2 separate regions of the Mus musculus genome follow, and region 2 is linked to region 1. A link is a contact called in public HiChIP or PLAC-seq data. All regions are on one chromosome and are shown on one strand. The core of a region is the stretch at or near the end of the contact, and the rest is flanking DNA. Distances in the headings are between cores, read along the strand shown.

Evidence for each region. HiChIP or PLAC-seq counts read pairs in DNA pulled down with a chosen protein or histone mark.
Region 2: an H3K4me3 HiChIP or PLAC-seq map of embryonic forebrain shows a contact between it and region 1, with 3 times the contacts expected there. The contact joins two enhancer-like sites. A contact is called at or near these places in 1 of 484 Hi-C or Micro-C datasets (cortical neurons), 3 of 115 datasets of contacts at active chromatin or transcription factors (bone marrow-derived dendritic cells, embryonic forebrain and forebrain) and 1 of 9 other capture datasets (adipose tissue).

What each region holds. Positions count from the first base shown.
Region 1 is chr16:77,785,608-77,790,787 of GRCm38.p6, forward strand. No RefSeq gene overlaps it. Among named protein-coding and RNA genes, the nearest start is that of Mir125b-2, 140 kb to the left of the region's middle. Within about 2 kb of position 2,719, at least 73 of the 459 cell types and tissues checked have an H3K27ac peak or open chromatin away from gene starts, as enhancers often do. A contact at or near this core is called in cortical neurons, embryonic forebrain and forebrain, where this site is marked.
Region 2 is chr16:77,592,603-77,597,782 of GRCm38.p6, forward strand. No RefSeq gene overlaps it. Among named protein-coding and RNA genes, the nearest start is that of Mir99a, 3.7 kb to the right of the region's middle. Within about 2 kb of position 2,124, at least 140 of the 459 cell types and tissues checked have an H3K27ac peak or open chromatin away from gene starts, as enhancers often do. A contact at or near this core is called in cortical neurons, embryonic forebrain and forebrain, where this site is marked.

The DNA of each region.
Region 1 (5,180 bases), core at 1,469-3,968:
TGGGACTTTGCTTGACCCTCCGAGTATTCTCAGGATGTAAATTCTCTGGCACTCTGAATAAAGACGGCTATTGCATGGAAACTTAATCTGCCTCACTTTTAGGCTCTGCTCTCCCAGGATCATGTCACCAAATAGTGCGGTAACAAGTGCCACAACATGCCATCTCCTAGACATGACATGACTGTTACATGCATGAACTCACATCAAATGTGTTTATTTACACAAGATCTGTACAAAGTCAAGTCACTTAAAGACTCTAGCATGACATGGAACTCTCAAAACGCTATGCCCCAAATAACTATTGGCAATTTATGTTTGCTGGGAAAGAGGTTATTTTGTTTGTTTGTTTTTTGTTTGTGTTGGTTTTGGTTTGGTTTGTTTTTGTTTTTTGTTTTGTTTTGGTTTTTTGTTTTTTTTGAGACAGGGTTTCTCTGTATAGCCCTGGCTGTCCTGGAACTCATTCTGTAGACCAGGCTGGCCTCGAACTCAGAAATCCGCCTGCCTCTGCCTCCCAAGTTCTGGGATTAAAGGCGTGCGCCACCACCACCCGGTAAGAGTTATTTTTTAGTAGTCTGCTTATACTCTGGTGGATGATCCCACATCCATGTACGTATGGGCTGTCCCATTTGTTTGTTACCAACACAATAAAACAAAAGAATGGGAAAATATGAAGTTAGGAATATGTTGGGAAGGATCCTAGGAGCAAGTTGGAAGGAGGGAGTAGGTTTGGCTATGATCAAACTGCATTGTATTCATGTTTAAAATTCTCCAAGAATATATATTTTTTAATTTTTAAAAGAATGGGTATAAGAAAATTAACCATAACAAAGCAGAATCATTATCTTGAGATGATATTGATAAAGAGTTTAAATATTCTGGGGAGTATAAATGCATTTTTAATCTGTATGAAATAAAATATGGAATAGGCGACAAAGTAAATTAAGCAGAAAAATCAGCTAAGGAAAACAATGGGATTTCATGTACTTTCTTTTCCATTGAAATGGGCGGGTACAATAAAGGTTAAGTAGATGCTACTTGGATGACGTTGGGGGGGGGGTTGTGGAGAATGAGAGAGAGGAGGAAGATATAGATGAAGCCATTGGCATCCCCATAAATCTAAGATCAAGAGATATGAGCTCAGAATAAAAGAGTAATTTTTACAAACTCACCATGAATCAACCCAGTTCTGATTATATAACATTGTAGACAGCACAATCCAATAATTTGATACCTGGTTAGAGAAGCCAGGATTACAAGCCAGAGAGAAGGCAAAGCAGATTCAAAGAAATGAGCCTACCGTTTGAGGGAACTTTTATTCTTTTATCTGTATCATTAATTTGCTTTTCCACACAGGAAAGATTGATTTCGTGAAAACGGAAGCTTCATTGCCCATTCGAAACCCAATCACCCAACCACACTGGTATGGCGCACTTGGTGTGGGTTGCATTGGTTTGCCCTACAACGCTGGTTCCTAGCTGATAAGACTGTAGTCCCAGTTAGACTTTCTTGTTTGTTGCCATGTTAGATGTGTCGGGTGTGTCTTACCTAATGAAGCTTGCTTGCAAATCAAGTGTGCACAATGTGCCCTTTGAAGGCTAAAGCATTGCTCAGTGCACCTTCCTGTTCTGTTGTTGCTGCTGTTTCACGACTCCAGACTCGGAAAGGAAACAGCTTGAATCACTGTTGTCTTCTCATCACTATTCCATGCATTGCTTTAGACTGGACATATTGAGGTGTCACCATGTTTGAGGACAAAGCATTCCTAGCAAAAATAGCAACAATTTTGCATTGATGTTAAAAAACAAAAAATGTATCCTTCGGTGAATAAAATATAAATTAAGGGGAAAAAAACCCTGAAATTTTATGTTTATTATTAGTTTTATTCTTTGTAGAAAATAAACTATTCCACACACAGTAATGCCCAGGAAAATATAATACAAATATAGACAGGAGAGAGAGAGAGAGAGAGAGAGAGAGGGAGAGAGAGAGAGAAACCGTTGTAAAGATGCCTTATTATTCTACCAATTCCCTTTTTTTCTAAATTTTTTTTCTTCTTCTAATAATTGTTATTGAGATCTAAAGAGAAATTGCCTCTTGAAACCCTAACCTTGAGCATTACCTGTTACATGCAGATAGCCATGGCTTTTAAGAGATCATTGTAATTTCTAAAGTGATGAGATTTAAAACAACTATTTTAATCCTTTTTTTTCTCCTCTGTTTCCTCTGTAAATTCAAAAGTAATTGGATGGCTTAAGCCAATGAGTATCTAATTTGAATTTTTAAAATATCAAAGACTGCAGGGAATTCTCTTTGGGTGATGCAGGGCATTGAAGAGAAACGTGTAAATCGTAACACTTCCTTTTCTGTGTCTATACATGACAGGATCTACTGTTCCTACAGTTGGCTCAGTCAAAGAAACCGTTTGACCTGAATGTCTGACCCAATGACCAGTGGATTGACTGAATTCCCAGCCCTCCGCTCTGCTCTGCCCATGCGTGTCCGCGCGCTTTGTTTGCTAGCTGGCTGGCAGTTTCTGCATAGAGAACACACAGCATATGCCAGGTGGCCATGTGTCTGAAGCAGACAGAAGAGAACAAAGCAAAAGGGGGAGAAAAAAAATAAAAAGATTTCATTTGGACAGGGATGCTTTCAGCCCTCGGAACCGCCTGTACGGGAGAAGAGCAGAGAAGGCAATGCCACTTGAATATACTCAACAGTAAACAACATCAAACCTGAGATTCACATCACAAATCTCCCTCTGCTGCTGCTGACAGGCTCAGCATGCACGTGGTGGCAGGAGACAAAGAAATCTGCTCTGTGAGGCAAATACTGGAGAAACACCTCATCCGACTGAGCGCCTCCTCAGTTTTAGGATCTGTTCCGTAATAACCCTGCGTTCCTAGGGTCAGACACCTGTTTTGTTAAAGGAGAGCACTCGGCGAATGAAATCAGAACTTGCTTTGTGTCTTTCCTGTTCTTTTAGTATATAATGCGCTGCTCGCGCTCCCTTAGCTCACAAAGCTACTGAACACAGGGGTCAGATGCTAACGCCATCTCAGAAGTATTAGAAACTATTAAATATCATTCGATACAGAAGTCAGAAGATGTGGGCTCTTTGAAGAGAAATGGATTCTTTATCTTATAAATATGCTGTAGTTTATGATTAAGGATAAACACATTTACCTCTCTGCAGTTATTACGTAGACGCTGCTATAGGATAGATGGCAAACTACCCCACTTCCAGTACTACTGATTTTCCCCCTATAGTACCATTAAGATGAAAACTGGCATTCAGAGCTGTTAGTTGACCAGTCCAAGGTCACATCACTGTTAAGAGAAACTTCAAGCCAAGGTTTCCTGATTCTAAAGCCTGTGCTAATAACATCACAGATGCCTCTGTTTATCGATAAGCTAGTTCGCAGGAGATTCTCCAGAGTAGTGTGTACCTCTTCCGCAAACTGTGCTATTTGTCTAATTGGATGCAGGTGTTCTACTGTCTAATTGTCAGTCTAGATGTTTGCATATGAAAGCGTTTGGCATTTTTTTCTGTTTTCAAGGAATTTTGTCTCTTTATATTAAATCTGACAATTCCTTCCATTGGTTTTTTCCTATCCTGTATTTTACCTTTCCTATATTTAATTCAAAAAGGCAGAACTAATCATTCAATTCTGGGTGCCCTGTGATCATATTCTCCTGCCTCTAAGGCTTTCTGCTTTTCCCCTCACTTGCATGGATGACATGTCTATAGTTTTGGCTCCAGGCCATTTATGGTTACCCAGAAAACAAATCAATTTCTTCTTTTCTTTTGAATTTCCACCCAGCCCACTGTCTTATGAGAGGAGAGAGATAAATACAATTTCTTATGATGGTGTACAATTCAATAATAAAATCAAAAGAAACTCTCAGAAAAACATAGGTAAGTACAGGTGTGTGTGTGTGTGTGTGCGTGTGTGTTCACAAAGCCATGTAAAATGGATGAAACGCTCTTACAGGGAAGGAACAAAGTCATATTGTCTCTTATCTGGCTTTTAAGGTGATTTTGTTGAGCTAAAAAAAAAAATCCTATATTCGTAGAAAAGCCTTGCCCGCGGTGTCAGGATCATCTGTGATTATTAAAAGAAGGGTTTTAAAGATCTAATTTACTTCTTGTCATGCACTGCTTGCTATTTGCATTCCACTCTGGCTGAACATTGAAATGAGACAAGCCTTTATCACCTTTGTGTCTGGTCACGTCTCCTCCCTAGTCTCCCTATGCTAGCACAGCACCGCAGTACCAGGCTGCAAAGAGCAGCAAAATGGATCATGGGGGTGGGGTAGGGGGAACCAAAAAACAAATGGGAAGAAAGCAATCTGGTTGGGCTTCTAAGCAGATGAAAATGGATTCAATGAAAATATTTGTATCAGTAGCAAGCTTTCCTTGCATAAAATCTTTCCTTGATAATTTTCCTAAAATTAAGACACTTAGCCTTAAATCCCACATGGCTATAATATTGGCAAACACATGAGTATAGCTCGCAGGGAAAGCAAAAGTAATGTGAAATCGCTGTTATTCTACTGGTCTTAAGAAAAAGAGGGAATCATACAACATGCTTGAAAATCTCAGACAGCATGGCTGCCTGAATCTGCCCATGGAGAAACCCAGATAGATGGTTACAGTCCCAAGGATGCTTCCAGAAACATATTTGGATTTTGATTTCAGTTTACTCAGACATAACTACAGACTCATCTTGGCAAACAGCTGTGGTTGAAGGTGAACTTTTATGACTCTTCCTTGGCATCAGAAGTAGAATTGAGCATTTGAACTAATTTCCATTTTTATTATGTAGTATGACTTCTGCTTCTTTGTTCTCTCATAATCAGCCTCAGTCCTCATGAAAATACCTTAGTCGATCGTGTCTAACAGGGTTGGATTCTGTGCACTGAATGTCAAGCTGTTTATGAGTGTGATATCCACGTGTGCACCTGACAGACTGTCTCTAAGCAGAGTAACAAATTGGATCTTTCAAGAGCAGGGGAGAGCTACAAACTCCTTCTAATAAAGTAAATATGATTCCACTTGGATATAGCTGAATTTTTTAACTGAATTAAAAGTGAATGCCTCGTGACACAAGCTAGAGTCATCAGAGAGGAAGAAAATTCATTTGAGGAAAGCCTCTATGAGATCCAGCTGTAGGGCATTT
Region 2 (5,180 bases), core at 874-3,373, 190 kb before region 1:
GTGATGTTTCCCATATGGGCATGTGATATTCACCCCTTACTGCTCCTAAAGTGACCTCGTGAATAAGATAATAACCTTTAAATCCATTGATGGGATGTTTCCGAGTTCTGACTTTCACAAATAATGTTTAGGCAAGTCGTGTTTTAACTATCAAATAATATTTAATATATGTGCATTCCTGGAGAGGGACATGGATCCATTACTCAGATAAGGCAATGAACATAATTCTAGACTTACTACAAACATAAGTGACTTTAATATACAATCACTACAAATTTTTCAATCATGTATGAAAATGTAGGTCTTCTGCATTGTCCTCTGAATTTTGACTTATATGTTAACGATGCTTGCTCTGCTACTTGGCTTAACATTCTGCTTAAGGGAATATTTAAAGATTGAATTCACTCCACTCTTGTTAGGAAGTATGGAAATGTTTGTACATGGGAAAAAAATCTCATTGCATGCTAGAATGGAAATTCACCAGGGAGGGGGAAGCTGTTCATTTTATTGCCTAAGAGCTGTTGATATGCTCCCTGAATCTTTCAAAGGCATCTTTCATGCCACACAGGCAACCCGCAGCCAGTCAGAGAACAGAAAGAACACTTCTCACATGTGTCAATCTCCGAAAACTTGCATAGCAGCTGTGCTAGGTAGTGATGGGGATTATCGCAAGACCCAATTGCAGGGGTTTGCCTGCTGGAAGAGACACCCCATCCTCTCAAGGGACCACTTTGTTGGAGATGGTAGCAATAATGCATCTCTGTTGCTAGTGGATATTGTGGCCATGTAGCACAAAATTGGTGCTAGATAAAAATCAGAAAGTAATAAAAATGCAAAAAGGAAAACTGGGAGGTTTGGTTTTGTTTCAAAGTCTTAAAGTGGGAGAATAAAACAAATGTGCTAGGCTTGTTGCGTTTACAAAAAAAAAAAAAAAAGAAAGAAAGACAAGAAAACAGATATGCCTTTAATGACGAAAACTCGCAGGGCAGGGCATTCAGTCTTCCGGTTTGAGAACCATTCGGGTGCGTTGAGAAACAAAGTTGCAAAGTAAGCATGTTCAGACCTTTATTTGCTAATTTTTTGTAGGAAAGATCTCTCTCTCTCTCTCTCTCTCTCTCTCTCTCTCTCTCTCTCTCTCTCTCTCTCTCTCTCACCCTCCCTCCCTCTCCCTCCTTCTCTCCCTCTCCCCCTCCCCTCCCTCTCCCTCTCTCCTATGAGCCAGAGTTTTCTGTGCAAATGAAACAGGCGTTGTAAGAATGAGATTCACTTTGGACCACTCTTCACATTCCAAGTCATGACTGCGTTAAGCAGCACAATCCCATCTCTGGTTGATGGGCAGAAAAAGTGGGCAGCTTGCCAGGTAGACGTTTCCATGACTCCCAGCCCCCAAAGGTGATGCGTTTTTCAGCTAATTCAATGAAGAGTGGGCTGAACTTTGGGTCTAAACGAGACAATAGCTGCCTTCGCAGTATCAGCAGAATGGTTGATGGGAATGCCTCACTCTACATTTGGCAGAGAATCATGTGACCTGACGACTGAGATTTTGTGATGGTGCCAACGGAGACTTGGAAGCAGCAAACGGCCCTGACTTTTTTCTTCTTTTCTAGCAAGGATCAGAAAATGGTGGATCTTAAGACTTGACTTTAGCCAGTCTCAGCAAGCAACTGAGCTTTGAAGCACAACCTCGTCTTTATTCTGGGCTTTTGGCAGGCCACCAGGAGGCTGTCCCTTTCACGCCTGATAAATTCGGCTGCTTATCTCTAAAGAGAGAGAGAAAAGGAAAATAATAACAGAATATTGAGGCATAACAAGTGAATCCTAAATTGTATGTGCTTTTTTTCTTTTGTTTTCTTTTCTTTCTTTCTTTTTTTTACCTTTCCTGACTGCTGTTTTGTTTTGTTTTTTAATTTTTATGTTAATATCTTTTCTTTTTCCTTTTTTTTTTCTTCTTTTGGTTACTGAAGAATTCAAGTAGTTTGGGTTATTTATGTATGTATGTATTTGGTTTATAATGAACAGGCATTTGAACTGGTCGGACAGGACGACAGAGCAGTGAGCATGAGATCATTGCAGCCGAGTAGCAAACTGGCACCCAGCCTTTTCACCCCTTCGGTTCGGGAGACGAACGTGTGCAGTCCTCGTTTCTCAAGTCAGCCTGGAAGGATTCCGGGACTCTCCCACCTTCTACCATTCTGCTGCCAGTCGGTGGCAACGATTGGTGCAGATTCTGCGCAGTGCTTTGTGCCTGGAATATGGAGAAGGAAGAGAATGAAGACAAGCCCTCTGGACCTCCTTCTCTGAGAAATACCGGGAGCCCAGAAGAAACAGAAAAAAAAAAAATCCAAAACAAAAACAAAAAACCAAACCAAACAAAAACCCTGAGCTTCTCAGTATTCGCCAGAGTGCTGAAAAATACTGATAATGATGCGGAATGCCTGCGTGAAAACAAAAACAAACCAAAAATGCAAACCGAGACAAACCCAAAAAAGCAAACTTTGGTTTGTCTAACTCCTGAGACATCGGGCTTCGTTAAGCAGCTTGGAAGGCAACACAAATCTATGACCCTTCTTTCTTTTATTTATTTATTTTTGTTATTATTTCAAAAAACAATGGCCTAAGAGCAGTACATTGCACTTGGTGAACCCGCACTTTCATACCAGGTATAACTTTTTTTTTGTTTCTTTTTACGCTTTCTATTCCATAAATTAGACTCCTTGCAGTTTCAATTTGTTCTTATTAACTCATTACCCACTTTACACTTTTTTCTTTTGCTTTCTTACTCTAATCGTGATTAGCGTAGACACTAAACTGGAATAAGAAAACTCTCTATAGACATAAGCTCCTGCTTTGGTTGTTCACAGAAGTTTTAGGCAGACAGTAGTGTGTGTTATCTCTGATTTTTGTGTCCAGTAATATATTTTGTGGAGAAACGGGCTTGGGAATCAGTAGTAGTAAGGAAAGTAAAACCTTTTCTGTGACTCCTAATTTTAAATGCAAAAGAAGAAATTTCTCGAAGTTCTAAAAAGAGATCTTGCTTCAAAAATGCATCCATATAATGCTAAATAAAATTTCTTTTCATGCCGGTTTCAGTAGAGGAGAGATGGGAATAAACAGAGCGGATTCTCCGTTGCGAAGTAAAAAAAATAGCTTGTTCCTTAATAATTCTACTTCTAAAAATACAAGGAAAAAGAATTTGCCCTAGAGCAGTTGGGAAGCGTTGGAAGTTGCCCTTCACTGTTGTGGTGGGGAAAGTCTGTACAAACTTGCTTTCAAGTTCAGAGTTGCTTTGGCTCGGCAGGTGAATACATTGCATTCTAATTATTTTCTCTATTTGTAGAAGGAAATTGCTGAGCAAGTCAACGTCTTGTAACAAAATGCAGCTTTTCCTATTTTAGTGGTAGAGGGTTAAATGATATGCCCCCTTTAAAAACTTCTTTACTAAACAATGTTTCTAAACATGCAAGAAAATCTCTAAAAAGAAAAAAACGTTTTGAGATATGCAGTGTGTATCAATGAAGATTACAATGTTCATACTAAGAACTGGCATGATAATATTAGCTATGAGAAGAAAACTTTAGCATAATTGTTATGATTTTAAAATTATATTTCATGATATCATAAACATCAAGGATAAACAAAGAGAAATATTATACAGCTGGTTAATTCTGTCTTCTTTTCAGTTATATTATGAAAGGATTAACAGTTACCCAGACCTAATATAAAGATAATATTTGAAGCAATGTTTTATTGACTTTATCGGTTATTATTCACTAATTATTTGCAGAATAGCTCTTCTTCCTCCTTTGTTATTAGAAAGCCAACTTCCAAAGGCTTAATTAATATTGATAAACCTGTTTTCATGTTTCATGATTCTTTAGTTTAAAAAACATTATTTTGAATCTTATTTTAGGAGCCATTAATCTCCACACTCTTAATTATCTTATTAAGCTCCATGCCAAATCCAAAGCTCTTTTCAGCTTTCACCCCTTCATTGTGAAGAACCCAGTCGCTTCCGTAAGAGACACGTCCTTTCACTTTGAGAACTGTTCCCGGGAAAGCAACACCAACCAGAATGAACATGTAGCTGCAAACTGTGAAAGTATTTCTGTGTCATATGAGTATCCTGGGGTGGGGCCCTCAGACCCTGCCAAGCCTTAAGGAATAGACTTTTAAGGCTTTCCCCCATTTTGACATTGTCCTGTCTTCCCGGCCACCTCCTTCCTTTGCTCCCAATCTACACAGATGATCCCTGTAGGTGGCAGTTGTCTGATATTTTTCCTTTTGTGGTTGTTTTAGGGGAACACTTAAAGTGCATATGAGAAGAGAAGAGAATGACCACAGGAGAAAATCATCTCAGGTAAAACGAAAAGGCACAAATGTAGAGAGTAATTAATCTTAGAATATTAAAGAGAAAATGATTATGTCTGTGTTTGGTATAAGAAATGGTCCTTCCCTTTATGAAGCTACGTATTTGGGATTTTCACTGATGGTTTTCCTTCAAGAGTTTACAGTATTACTTGCCTTTGTCAACCTTTTGTTTGGTTTTGTGATCAATGCCCAGTGTCCATCATTCTGAGGACATATGTGTATGTTGATTTATACAATTCAGGTACAAGATGGTTGAATAGGAAGCTATTTAATGAAAAGGAAAATATGTTCTCAGTGGTTATACATTATAAAAGGAAGTAAAAATCTGATAGAAAAGTATAAGCTCATAGTTTATTTTTAATCTTTTCCATATATCTAGTAAGACAATAATGTCAAAGTATATTTTGTAGTAATAAAAGCTACAGCCAGTGTTTCCTCTTTCTTTTTTTTAAACATAAAATGTATAAATATATAAGGAAATACTTTTACTACAATTGGATGCATGATTGTTGATTATTTACTACAGTTTTAATAAGTAGGAGAATGATTTGAAAATAAATAATGGTGAAAATTTGTGTAGGCCAAATTATCTGTATTAAACTGGAGAAAATACATTCTATTTTTATTTATTTCAAAACATGCCAAATCATGAAGTAATTACTATGCAGTATTATTTTTCACAATGAAGATATAATTAAGAAAAGCTAAATCATTTTAGATATGAGTGCAATGATTAACGATTGTACAACTTATAATTTTGCTTCAGATGAGCTTAGAATCCTAAAAATGTACATGTAACTGGCTTCATGTGT